Linked DNA regions of Oryzias latipes: region 2 is linked to region 1. Evidence: chromatin contacts called from public Hi-C data. All regions are on one chromosome and are shown on one strand. The core of a region is the stretch at or near the end of the contact, and the rest is flanking DNA. Distances in the headings are between cores, read along the strand shown. Region 1 holds the start of inhbb (inhibin beta B chain). Region 2 holds the start of sh3yl1 (SH3 domain-containing YSC84-like protein 1).

Region 1 (7,012 bases), core at 2,538-5,037:
GTTGAGTTGCGAACATCCACAGACAGAGCCTTAAGGTATTTTTATTGCTTACATTTTACATGTGAACAGTTCCTTTTCAAACACATCTCAGAGAAATTTCATGCGTGGAAAAAAAATGGTAGAGTTTGAGCCAAGAGGAAAACTTCTGCAAAAGTTCAACGTTTTTATCCTGAGAAAAATTCGATTTGACAAAATGCTGATTTTGGAGAAGAACGCGTCCAGATTTATCAGCTTTTGGTTCCTAATGTTGGGCGCTAATGTTTGACTGATTCTTTCCTGCCTTTTGTGCACGAACATGATTCTTTTTTTAAGGCCACAAAGGCAAAAGCATCCCGTCAATCTGCATTCAGCATTCAGGCTGCGCAACCCAAAGAAAACGCTCCAAGCTCTGAAACAGACGCGCGCAATAGTGCAAAAACACTCCAACCAAAAAAATAAAAATCACGCGCGCTCACACCCCACACGTGGGAACAAGCAGACATCACTGACCACCTCCTGCCTCCTCAGCCTCTCCGGGCCGGGTGAGGTGCGTCTCTGTGCTGGGACGCGGAGAGCCGCTCCAACTCCTAAGCTCTCCGTTTGGCATCCAGAAGAAACTTCCTGACTTTGTTTCAGATTAAACTGAATCTTTGTTTTTAATGCTTTAAAATATCAACAAAAAATGAGAAAAGGACCCAGCAGTAGGGGCCCAAATACCAAATAACGCACAGATTCGGCTGTAGTTTGTTTTGCTTGAGCGCACGACTGCGCGCGTCAACTTCAGATTTAATATTACTTTATACGATATGTGCCCAGAACAACAAGTGTCCAGTCTATTGCATTGCTGCCTGCAGTGCGCCGGCTGTCAGGAAGCCTTATCATGAAGGATCAATCTAAAGCGTTTTCTCTCAACAGCTTTTCTAATCTCCTTTGTCTCTGTTGCAGCGCGAACCTGACGCGTGAGTTTAAAATAAAAAAAACGTAAAAGGGACAATTTAAATGTCTCCATGACGCACCTTTCTCCGCAAAGCTGATGATCTCTGAGCTCTCCTCCAGAACCTCGTTGCTCATCGGATGCCCATCCAGGTCCGGGATCTCCACCCTGCCGTCCTCGCGTAGCTTCCCCGCATGGAGCTTCCGCAGCGCAGTCACCATGGCGGCTTTAGGCACAGGGTGCGTGATGTTTGGTCTTTCCCGCAGCTGCAGTCGGGTCAGAATGTGTCTCTTCACCGCTTCTAATAAGTCCCCGTCCACGCGCCCCGACTCGGCGTCCTCGGACCGAGCGGCGGCGCAGGACGCACACGCGCCCCGGGGAGCCTCGGTGCCGGGCGCAGTGGTGCAGCGAATATAGAGGACGCAAGCCACAAGGAGAGCCAGCCGGAGGGGACAGCTACTCATTTTCTGTGTGAGAAAGAGTGGAGGCAGGTTTTCTTTCTGCTCCCAGAGTCAAAGTCATTAACAGACAGAAAAAAGGGATCCTTCAGAGCCGCGCCGTCTCCATGCGGAGCGCGCGCCGCTCGGCTCTCACGCACTCGGATGCAGCTTCACTCAAAGATCTGTGCGCGCAGAAAACTGGGAAATTACATCGTTATGTGGATGCTCATCCTCAGCAAAACCATCAGTCGTCCGGATCTGTCAACATATTATTCCACAGAACCAGATCCAAATTCCGCAACAGCATCCTGTGTGCACAGGCACCATCCTCTTCCTCACTTGTGTTTTTTTTCTCTCTCTGTCTCTACAAGCCTGAGCGTCCCGGGTGGGAAATCCCGGTCTGATGAAGAGAAGGAGGAGAAGAGGGAGCTGTGCCAGAAAGCGCGCGCAGGAGCGTCTCCATCCTGGCGTTTTGTAAGACTCGAGGCGTTGCGCACCCAAAAGTTTTATACTTTACACTGTGGGCGGGGCAAAGCAGCTCTCCCTGAGGAACCCCTTCGCTGTCAGCCTGAGCGTGTGCGTGGAGCCACACCCCCGTCACACAACAAACACCGGCGCGCATGATCAACTGCCAGGAAAACAGTGGTGTACAATGTCTGTGTGAGAAGCTCTGAAATATCCTCAGAACCTGCAGAATCCTTGTCAGGGTCACGGAGTTGCTGGAGCCTATCCAGCTACTGTTGGGCAAAAGCAGGATACACCCTAAACAGGTCCTATGAAGCATGTTTTTGGACTGTGGGAGGTAGCCGGAGTGGGGGATATCCGCACACGCTCAAGGAGAACTCCACACAGAAAGGTCCCAGCTGGGATTTGAACCTTTCCGTAAGGCCAGAGTTTGGCATTACCAACGCGCCCTCAAATGGCAGTTAAATTGCAGACGTCAATATCCTTTGGGAGTTGTTCATTTTTAATAATCAGTGGAAAAAAATCTTTATTTGTTAACACATATTTTAAGTTCAACTTTCTAGCACAAAACTCCTGCTGATGCTGATGTCTGCTATGGGACAAATGAAATCCAAATTCTGCATTGTGAAAATGACAAAACTGTGCAGAGTAGCAACTGTTAAAATCCTTCTGCTCTTGGAACATTTATTTTGTTTGTGAATTTACTATATTTGGGGGGAAAGAATAGTAACAAAGAAATTTGATTTATCTCTGACAAGGTTACTACACTCAGCCTCCAGATTTAATGAGACTGGCTGACATTGAGGTTATTTTTAAAAAAAAAAGAAAGAGAAGCTTTTCAGATTTGAACCTTAATACTTTCAGATTTCAATTTTCTTGAGGAGGCAAATCACATTTAGCTTTACAGTGCAAAATATACATTGGTTATGCATTTTTTCATTTATGCAAAAACTAAAAAGCAACTTGAACTGTAAAAAAAGTTTTGGTCTAGTTATTACTACATTTTCCAGTTTAGAAACACTTGTCTTTAATAAAATGACACAAACAAACAATAAGGATTTAGTTTGAAAATCCAAAAGTTAAAAAGCGGAGAAATTAAGGTGCAGTGTCTGATCACTGGGGCATGAGAGGTGGCTGTGTGGCTTTTATTTACAAAACGGACAAATAAGATAAAAAAAAAAAAAAAAAAGCTTTTCCCAAATATTAGAAAGGGGAATTGGCTTTGTAATATTTTCCAAACTGTGGAGTAAAGTTCCCGGAAACTCAGTCATGAAGCTTCTGCGTCAACCCTATTCCAGCTACAGTTTGGCACCAATTGCAATATTCATTCTTTTGATTTTAATATGCGTCCTTCAAAGTTCCCCTGTCTGTTGGAAAAGGATGTAACTTCCCGCTGTTTCCCCATGTCAGAGTTTGATTGAAACTAAAACATGACAAAGCGACAAAGGCCCTGAATCTGGAGCTCTCAGGCCGGACGATCTCCATATTCAAATGTCCCGGTGCGTTTTTTCATGCAACACGATCCGACCCGCTGAGGTCGAGTGACACTGCTTGACGTTCCAGACATTTGTTAGTAAAAACTGCAAAACCAAATCCGGCCATCACGGCACGAGAGCTGCGTCGACCTCTGACCCTTGCTGACTGCTTTGACTGAGGAGTCCAGACCCCCCGCCACCTCCACCGCCGGCACACTCCTCCAACAACACAAGGCGTCTGAATCCTCATGATGGCAAACTCTTTGGCTCAGAGATTTAAGATGCAAGGTTAAAAGTTGAGGAAGTGAACTCCTAAACACTCCAGCGGCTCCGGATCCTGACATCAGGGTGAAAAGTGGGGAAATGGCGCCATCTTTGATCCAAACACGCAAACTACAACATGCATCAGTGAGCGCCTCAAGAAGCTGGTAAACTGAGCTTTCTACTGTTTGTCCCTTGTGCTATCTTAGATGACCCCACCCTTACATTGACATGTTCTCCCTACCATGACAAAGGTGGATAAAGGTGGAAATATTTCATGTAATCCATGGACACCAGTGAAGATCACAAATCATTGAAGAAAAAAGGTTCAGAGCACTGTCTAGTGGGTCTAGATGACCCAACTCCCAATGTTAAAGTGCCCAGGATAGCACAAGGGTTACTTCACACAGGGTGTCCAAACCAGGGTTCACCAACCTTTTTGAGACCGAGGGCTATTTCATGGGCACCAAGTGGTATGAAGGGCGCCACTAAAAACCTCCTAGCCCCCCCCCCCCCCAAAAAAAAACAACACAATTTGAGGACTTCCTTTTGTGTGCCCTATTTTTATTTGCTCATTTTACACACAAAAACATGCATGAATTTTCTAGACTCGTATTACGGGGGGGGGGGGGGGTGTCAAACTCAGTTGCAGAGGGAGCCTAATTTCAAAACAGACTTTAGGTTGCAGCCGGACAAGATAAATATTTATTGAACACACTAAAAATAAACTTTTAAACCTTTAAAACTTTAACTTTATTTTAACTTTTTAAACATAAATGTAAATAAAAACAGACAGGAATATTAATCCTCACATTAATGGTTTTCTTTGTCTACCTTTATCTCAGAATTGATATTGTTGTCATTGACAGACATGCCGTGGTTGTTTGTTGAATATTTGCTTCAATAAAAAAAAAAAATATATTTTTTTTGGGTGCATTCCCTGCGGGCGCCACAAGGGGTGCACTGGCGCCCGCGGGCACAGGGTTGGTGACCCCTGGTCCAAACCTTTTGCGAAGAGGGAGAAATTAAGGAAAGGTCTGTCAGAAACATAGAAATTGATCAACATTACCATCAATGTTGAACCATTGACAATGTTTACTGTACTGTTTATGTATAGTTAACAGAATACAGTTTTGTATAAAACGGAAAAAAAGAAAAAGGATTTTAGGTTAAGAGTAGCCTCTTAGGTTTACCAGCACACATTACACTCATACTGCCAAGGAAATCGTAACCGTTATCATTCACACACATAAAGTAACTTTCATACATCAGAGTAAAAAGAAAATGTATACAGCATATATTTTTATTCCTGAACAGTTGTTTGTTTTTGTTTTTGGTGTGAACTTCATTAGTTATTTCTGTATTTTGAAAAAATTTGTAATGTTTTTTTACAGTTTACATGTTTTGCAGACCGCATGTTTTTTACACTTTTGCAGCTGTATTTATTTAATATTTAATATTTATTTCTTTATTTAATAAGAATCTAATTTTTGATAATAATTTTTTCATAATAATTTTAGTAATATTTTTAATTATTTAATATAAATGTCATTTGTCATTTGTCAATGTGATGTCCTTTATTGATGTTATATTATATAGATTATTTCTGAATGCCGTGTTGCTGTCACAGATAAATTAAATTTCCCCATTGTGGGATTAATAAAGTCATCTATCTATCTATCTATCTATCTATCTATCTATCTATCTATCTATCTATCTATCTATCTATCTATCTATCTATCTATCTATCTATCTATCTATCTATCTATCTATCTATCTATCTATCTATCTATCTATCTATCTATCTATCTATCTATCTATCTATCTATCTATCTATCTATCTATCTATCTATCTATCTATCTATCTATCTATCTATCTATCTATCTATCTATCTATAATGTACTTTATAATTACACACAAACAAAAAACAATGAAAATGATATGCAGCCTACAGTGCTGTAAAGGATGCTTGAGTTTCACAACTAGTTCTTCACTGGTCGCTGTCCTCACCCTCCTTCTCCTGGCCATCGTCCTCACCCTGCTGGCCGTCCACACGCTGCTGTCTGTATGGCCACAGATTCTCGTCCACATCACAGCGTATATTCTCCCTTGTGATGCAACGAGAGTAGAAACGGCGTGCATGTTGTAACCATCCCCTACACTGATCTCAAGTAATATCCTCACACACAGCATCCATTGCATGGAGCAGGGACTTCTGATCTTGAGCCTTATGCTCATACACTCTCCACCTCCAAGCGGAGAAAAACTCCTCAATAGGATTGAGGAAAGGAGAGTAAGGTGGAAGGAACACTATGACCATCGTTGGATGAGTAGTGAACCAGGCCCTGTGAGCGGGCCACGGTGGAAATTCACATTGTCCCGTACAATAACATATAGTGGTGGGTGAGGCCCTAAGAGATCTCTCTCATTTTCAGGGATCAAATCAAAATGAAGGCGGTCCAAGAAGATGAGGAGCTTCTGTGTATTGTATGGGCCAAGACTGGGGATGTGGTTGGCCACACCATTCTCAGATATGCCAGCACACATAGTTATATTGCCCCCTCGCTGGCCTGGGACATCCACCGTGGCCCAGTGGGCAATAATATTAAGGCCAGCTTCATCCACAGCTTCATCCACAAACACGAGGATTTGAGGAGTCTCATTTCCTTCCAATGCCATTATTCTCTACAATGGCGTAAAAAAAGAAAACATCAAATCAGTCATACAGAAGAGTCATATTGTGCATGTGATGACTTACACAATGAAATGATGCTGACTCATTTTGGAGCGAACAACCATTAGACTGAGAATCAACAGTTTGGATCAACAAGATCTATTCACTTGGAAATTGTGCTAAATGAAGACTACCTGTACTTAATTATTTTGCAAAGATGTACTGAGACATTGAGACATATACTAAGACATTTGCAATTTGATGAAATTAATGAGAAATTCCATTCTGTTGTGAACAATTGCCAAGTAGTTTGGAGGTTTGTCCATGTTGTTTTGAGAATGTAATTTCTGTTTCAAGAAATGAGCCAAACCATTGGAGAAAAACTGTAGAGCACAAGCAGCGGCCAATCAGAATTGAGTATTTACCCAGACCATGGTATAAAAAGTGATAATCCACAGTGATAATGCACGCTCTAAAAAAGAAGTTAGATTAGATTTGTTTATTAATCCCACGAATGGGAAATTTCCTTGTCACAGTAGCATGGAGTTTGGCACAAGTATGTACAGACAGTAATGACAAGTTAGACAGACACACATTTGAAAGAATACATACAAAAGTAAGAGTGTTCTGATAAATAAACAGGGAAAGAGATGTGCAGGTATATAGAGGTCATCTGTATATACAGTTTTGTACAGTGAATAAAAAACAAAAACTATGAAACTATTTACTTAGGCTGGTGTTGAACAGCCTGATGGCAGCTGGGATGAAGGACCTGCGGTAGCG
Region 2 (6,691 bases), core at 1,584-4,083, 370 kb after region 1:
CGATATTCAATTCATGATTTATAAGCAAACGTATGGTTCAGTCTCTTACTTTTGTTTGCAACTTAAAACTCCAACCGCTAGCTGGCAGCACCCCACACCAAACCTCTTTCAGCAGCTCTATACCAAAACAACAGGATGTCACGAGAACTAGGCCTGCACAATATACCGCAAATTTATAGTTATCGCAATATCAAGCTTTGCAATATGCATATCGCAAAAGACAGCAAATTTGCAATAAATGGTTACCTTAGATGTGGCCAAACAATCTTATAGCAGCTTGAAGTGTTTAATGGATTGAAGGAAACCCTTTCTGCATTTGACCAATCAGATGGACCCCTTCACGTTGTTAACTAATCGGATGGCGCCCTATTATGTTGTATGTTCGCCTCCTACGTCAACAAGAGTCATTTGTAGTATAATTTTTAAGCTGTTGTAATGGAATGGGAATAATATTTTTGGTTGTTTTGCTAATTGTTTATATACCGCAAATTATATCGTTATCACAATATTAATCACTGATATCGCGAGTTTTCTTCATACCGTGCAGCCCTAACGATCCATCTTGTGTCAGTTCACTTATGAGCTTCAGGGTTATTTTTTTTTTATTACAGAGCTTAACGAGACATGTAACACTCAGTTTTACTTAGGGTTAGGTACTGAAACTGCCAAGTTGCTATCGGTAACTTTGCGTGCACAACTACCGGCACTATAGAAAAGCGCAGATTTTGGTGTTTCGTTTCAGACATGTCAATCACTTAAATTCTATTCAGTTTTAACATACATTTCTAGCCCATCGTTTTACATCTCCACCGATTGTGGACAGGCTCACATTAAAGTGGGTGGGGCCATGATGACAGTCAAAATGCTGAAGGCAAGTTGAGCGAAAGTTTGGCTGCACCTCACACAAAAACATTTTACTTTAGTGACCTGATGGATAAGAGTGACGTGTACAACGCTGTGGAAAATACCCCCGTGTGGTGATTAGATGGGAAAATATGTGTTTGCTAACCCGTGTGAGAAAACTGAGATGCAGAGCTGCAGTGCAGACCGTCAGAAAGAATGAAGTAAAGCCTCTTAGGCATATACAAGCACTCTCCTTAGACCTGTCAGGCAGGTTCGCTGTGGCAGGTTTTTAATGTATTTTTGAAGCAAGAACCATTCAGGCACCTCATTCTGACTCTTAATTAAAATGATAATGAAAATGGTATTTGACATTTCATTTTCAAAAAGTTCTCTAATAAATGTGTAGCAAAATTCAATTAGAAATATCTAATTTGACAATTGAAATGGATTAACAGAAATGCTTTTTCATTTTCACAATGTAACTGCATCAAGACTCAAAAGTGAAATTAAAAATCAACCCTCCAAAATGCTTTTTCATTTTCTACTTCAACACCACTCATTCTGTGACATAATTACAATAATAATACAAAGAGGGGATTGCATTTTTTTTTGACATCCACCGCACAAAAACTGCCGCATAAATCATTTCCAGTCAGCAGTTCCAGGGTGGAGGCTGGCGATGACGTTAGTGCTCACTCTTCCTCTTTTGTTACTACTGCGCGTATTTTTCATTTAATTCTTGATTCAAAGAATGCAGCTTCATTGTGAAAATGAAAAAGCAATTCCGGTATTGACTTTTATTTTGAATTATGAGACACAAATGCGTCCATAAGATATAGTTGCAGTGTTAAATACGCTGATAATTAACAATATATATGTTTTTTTTTACAGCTTTAAAAAAGTGTATTAGTATTTAGACTGCCGTAATTTTAATTCAGTAGATTTAAAAAATCTGATAACAGAAAGAGTGACTCACCATCTCATAAAGTCCCGCTTAACTAAAACCACAAGATTTTCTAAGAAACTCAGATTTCCCTAGAAAACATTCCTTGCTCCTCGACCTACTGTTCCAGTGATAGCGAGACACCGGCTTGCCGACATTCCAACAAGCCTCATGCTGGAGCAGCACATTCCACACACATGACAGCAGCAACACATCCCAATGTCACACCACTGTGGGGTGGGATGATGACCACTATTTGTTACACAGTCACATGTTTAGCTTTTCTCTCATTTGAGCAAGTTCTGTGACTCAGCAACCCACCACATGATCTCATTATAAAATAAACCATAATTTGTCACAGCTCTGCTGATTAAAGGATTACATTTCAAGACAGTAAAGTGTGGTTTATAAAACAAAGTAGTGTCTTGAATTTCTGTTCTTATCTATTTAATAGGATAGACAAGATTTACTGAAATTACTTGATTAAATACAAATAAAGAAATTATCAAGCAAACATAAAAAGATTCAACTTAAAACTTTAAACCTCACAATTTACCAACCACACATTTTCAGAGAATTAATCACAGAAAAAAAAAATTTTTTTTTAATATAAATAAGTTATTTTTCTTAACTTAGTTTTAAAGAAACCATTTATAGTCGATGCACACTGATTAAGAAAGTGACAAAAACAACAGTCCTCCGTTGTCAGTGAACGCAGCACTCGCAGGTGTAATGGAGCATTCAAAAGAGAGAATAGCGCGCGGACAGAATACACAAACAGGCTAAAATAACACAAAACTCCCCCACTTCGACGTTTTGTCAAATTTTACTTACTTCTCTTTCCTTTGTTCAGTCGCTTTTGCGTGTTTACCTGCCGCCAGGTGAGCTGCGCAACTATCTCTCTTTGCACTTCCGCCTCACGAGCTGGCCGGAAACTCGAACAGTTACGCCTTCCTCCTGAACAGGAACAATTAGTCGCTGATACACCTGCGCACGTGGAGGCAGGTGGGGACATTAAAGGGGAAGGTGTCGACGTGTTGCCAGGGGAGACGAACGACGCCCGAGCAAGTAACCCAGCCGTTTACACTGCCATTTAGCAGTCAAGCCATGTCCCCCCCCCCCCAGAATTCAGTCTGCTAGGCGCAAAAACGACACGACACGTATTCGATTAATAAGTTGGAAATCTTAAACGTGGGAACTAATACTTATCTATACGCACACACAAAAACTTCGACTCTTCCTCCGTAATTATAAATGTCATAAAAATGGCTTATATTTCTGCATTTGGAAGTTTATCTAGACCTAGTGTCTCAGCAAATACGATAATGTCTAAACATTCGTTCAGGTTTAAATATTCGTCTAAAAATAATATAAATAAACGTACTACTTAGTATTAGCCCAAGCCCATCATAGGGTGGAATTAAGTCATCTTTGAATCAAATTGCCTTAATTTGAAATAGAGACGACGTAGATTGAAAAAAAAAACAAAAAAACAACCTCTTTGGACATTCTTTGTAAATGTATAACTATCATTTATAAATATAGAAAAGAAGGATATATTGGTAAAAGGATGTTGGAGATGGAGCTGCCTGGCAGGAGGGCAAGAGGACGGCCAAAGAGGAGATACATGGATGTCTTAACAGAGGACATGAAGTTGGCTAATGTTAGGGTAGAAGATGTCCATGATAGAGTGAGGTGGAAAAGGATGATTCGCTGTGGCGACCCCTGATGGGAAAAGCCGAAAGAGAAAGAAGATAAATATAGAAAAGAATACCTACTAGGGGTGTAACGATACGCTAAAATATTAATTTGGTTCAGAATTTCACTGCCGTTTAACAAATATGCCTGATATGAACTGCTATTTTATGAACTATTATGAAACAGTGATATGTCTATTTTACTGATATTATTTTTATTATTTGGTATAAAAAAGGTTGAAAAATATTACTTGCAAAATTCATTGATTGGTTTTACATAACCAAAAATAAAACTGACCTATGTAGGTGATCTGCTTTATAAAATAAGACAAACTAATAGCTGCTTGAATAATTTTCTCTCCTTACTTTTTAACTACTAAAAAAACCATATAGTGCATTAAAATACTTTTTTTCCCCACAAGAATTGTTCAAACGCAATGCATTGTGGTCTATGTTTCCCAATCTAGTGAGTATGGATGGTTTTTCGCAGAGACTTCTGTAAAATGTCTAGGGCACTTAATTTTGAAATAGTTGATTCTGACATATCTACAAAATGGCGAAGGCACTATGTAGTGAATAGTAAAGGAATTCAAACGCAACATTGGATGTTGGAATAAAGAATTTCAGGAATGTGTTAAGAGGAAAAGGTCAGCTAAGAAAAAATGGGACACGAAGACAGGAAATACAGAGTAGGGCTATTTATCGTTAACTATTGATCTGATTCGATTCATGAATCAAGATAAAATATTCACAGATCAAACCACAATTCTTACTGTTTAATATATTATATTTGAATGTTTGCTATATGTTTGCCTTTTTACTGGGTTAAAAAAAATTAAACCGTATTGCATCACCATCTTTTATTCCTTTATTTAGAACAGGATATTGGAATTAGCAAAACACAACTGATAGGAACACAAAGACTTTAAAAGAAAGAAAACAATCTTTATCACTTTAAACAATGTCACACTCAAAAGTCATTTAAATTTAGCAGTAAACATGACGTAAAACTCACTGTTGCTTTGTGTCATTTAACAACAAATCATAACAATGTTTCCACAGTTTTTCCATCCTCAAAGTTTTGTTGAGTACAGTTGACAAGAAGATAGTAAATGAAGATAACAGCTCAATAAACATGACTCTGTAACAACTATAGAAAACACTCACAGTCTTTTAATCTAAACTGACAACAGCGTTTCCAACAGACTTTTTTAGAAACTGAATTGTTTAATTTTTGTGGAATTACAAAAACTCCTACACTTTAGACCAGGGGTCGGCAGCCTGCAGCTCCGGAGCCGCATGCGGCTCTTTCATCCCTGTGCTGCTCTCTGTGGTTTTGGAAAATAACTTATACCGTATTTTCCGGACTATAAGTCGCCCTTTTTTTCATAGTTTGGCAAGGGGTGCGACTTATACTCCGCAGCGACTTGTATTAGAACTAAATTGAAATAAATACATTGTTAACCCTCCTGTTATGTTCATTTGTGAGGAACAGAGATGATGTTCCTGGGTCAATTTGATGTATGAGGTATGTTAAGTGTTAAGAAATATGTTAAGTGCCTCAGAGAATCAGCAAACTTTTTTTTACAATAAGATCTTGAAGGCTAACAACATAATATTCTATTTTCCAAGGATTTCATAGATTCAGAAATGCAATAAAAATGACTACATTCTACAAATACAGGATGTCTCAGATTTTGTCAAATAAATTTACCGTCAAAATGCGAATTATAGTCCAGTGCAACTGTTTTTTTTTCTATTTATAATGCATTTTTGGGCTGGTGCGACTTATACTCCGGAGCGACTTGTAGTCTGGAAAATACGGTATTTTAACTGACTTCTTGGTTCTTTTGTTATCAGACACGGGTTATGTTTTTACACATACCTGACAGACGTCTTCCGTCTTCATCAGAGTCATCATCAGATGGTGTGTGTGTAACGTATATATAAACAGCTGATTTTGACTGAGGCGGAGTCACCTGTCAAACCTGTCAAACCCCTGCTTTAGACGAACATTTACAGACGTATTCCTGTATTCCACTACGCTAGCAGTCAGCAAAATATTACATCGCATAATTGATCACAAGTTTTTTGTGATAATTTTATATTTCAAATTTAATATATTTTTTAAATTCAAATAGTTAACTATATATATTTTTTTAAATCAGTTTTTAAGAACTATTAACGGAATTATTTTTCATTTACAAAAAAACTAAAATTCAACATGATTATGCAACTTTACAGCAACAACTACATTGCCTGAAGTGCGTTTTTACTATACTCTACTATATTTCTAAATATAGCAAATCAGAGATCTCTGACGTCCGATTTTTGTACTTGATTGTTTTGTGAACAGATCCCGAATATCTTTTCAGATACTTGTTACAGTCAGGACTACAGAGAAATACAGCACAATGTGAAGGTGGAGGTGGCAAAGGCCAAACAAAGAAAGTTTGAATACTTGTGTAACATGTTAAACACAATGGAGGGAGCGGGAAATTTATATAAAGGCAAAGAAACAGAGATGGAGAGAAGGTGCAGCAGGTTAGAGAGGTTTAGGACAACGATGAAAATGTTTTGTCAGAGAAACATATTTTTTATATTAGATGAATTCAAGGAAGCCAGATTAAAATGGTTTGGACATGTTTAGAGAATGTATGGTGATAGTATAAAGACGTTGGAGCTACCAGGCCTAGAAGAAGACCATTCATTCATTCATTCATTCATTCATTCATTCATTCATTCATTCATTCATTCATTCATTCATTCATTCATTCATTCATTCATTCATTCATTCATTCATTCACTCATTTTCTATTCCGTTTAGTCCCTTTCGGGGTCACTAGGCTGCCGGTGCTTATCCCGGCCACTTATGGGCGAAGGCAGGGGGACACCCTGGGGAGGTCGCCAGTCTGTCGCAGGGTAGAGGAAGACCAAAGAGGATATTCATGGATGCAGTGAAGGAGAACACAAGGATGGTTGGTTTTACTGTACGTGGATACAGTGTATAAGGTTTGATGTAGGTGGATAATGCTCTCACGAACCCTGAAGGCAGCATCCAGAGGAAATCTATGAATGTGTTGACTATATAAATGTTTTTTTGCTTTAGTGTTTTTTTGTCTCTGTATGTGGTAGATTTTTTAAATCTGTTATTTTATCATGTTTTACCATTAACATTTTGATTTTTTCCCCTAACCTTTTAGATTTA

The links. A called contact is a pair of places that touch in the nucleus more often than the background predicts.
Region 2: a Hi-C map of gastrula embryo shows a contact between it and region 1, with 6 times the contacts expected there. The contact joins the promoter of sh3yl1 here to the promoter of inhbb in region 1. A contact is called at or near these places in 2 of 5 Hi-C or Micro-C datasets (embryo and gastrula embryo).

Annotation. Positions count from the first base shown.
Region 1 is chr2:10,781,265-10,788,276 of ASM223467v1, forward strand. It overlaps inhbb (inhibin beta B chain), which reads right to left and starts at 3,788. Exons shown (of 2, transcript XM_020707922.2): 1 at 996-3,788. The coding sequence starts at 1,377.
Region 2 is chr2:11,156,380-11,163,070 of ASM223467v1, forward strand. sh3yl1 (SH3 domain-containing YSC84-like protein 1) reads right to left here and starts at 2,834. Exons shown (of 10, transcript XM_004066459.4): 1 at 2,621-2,834. The coding sequence starts at 2,801.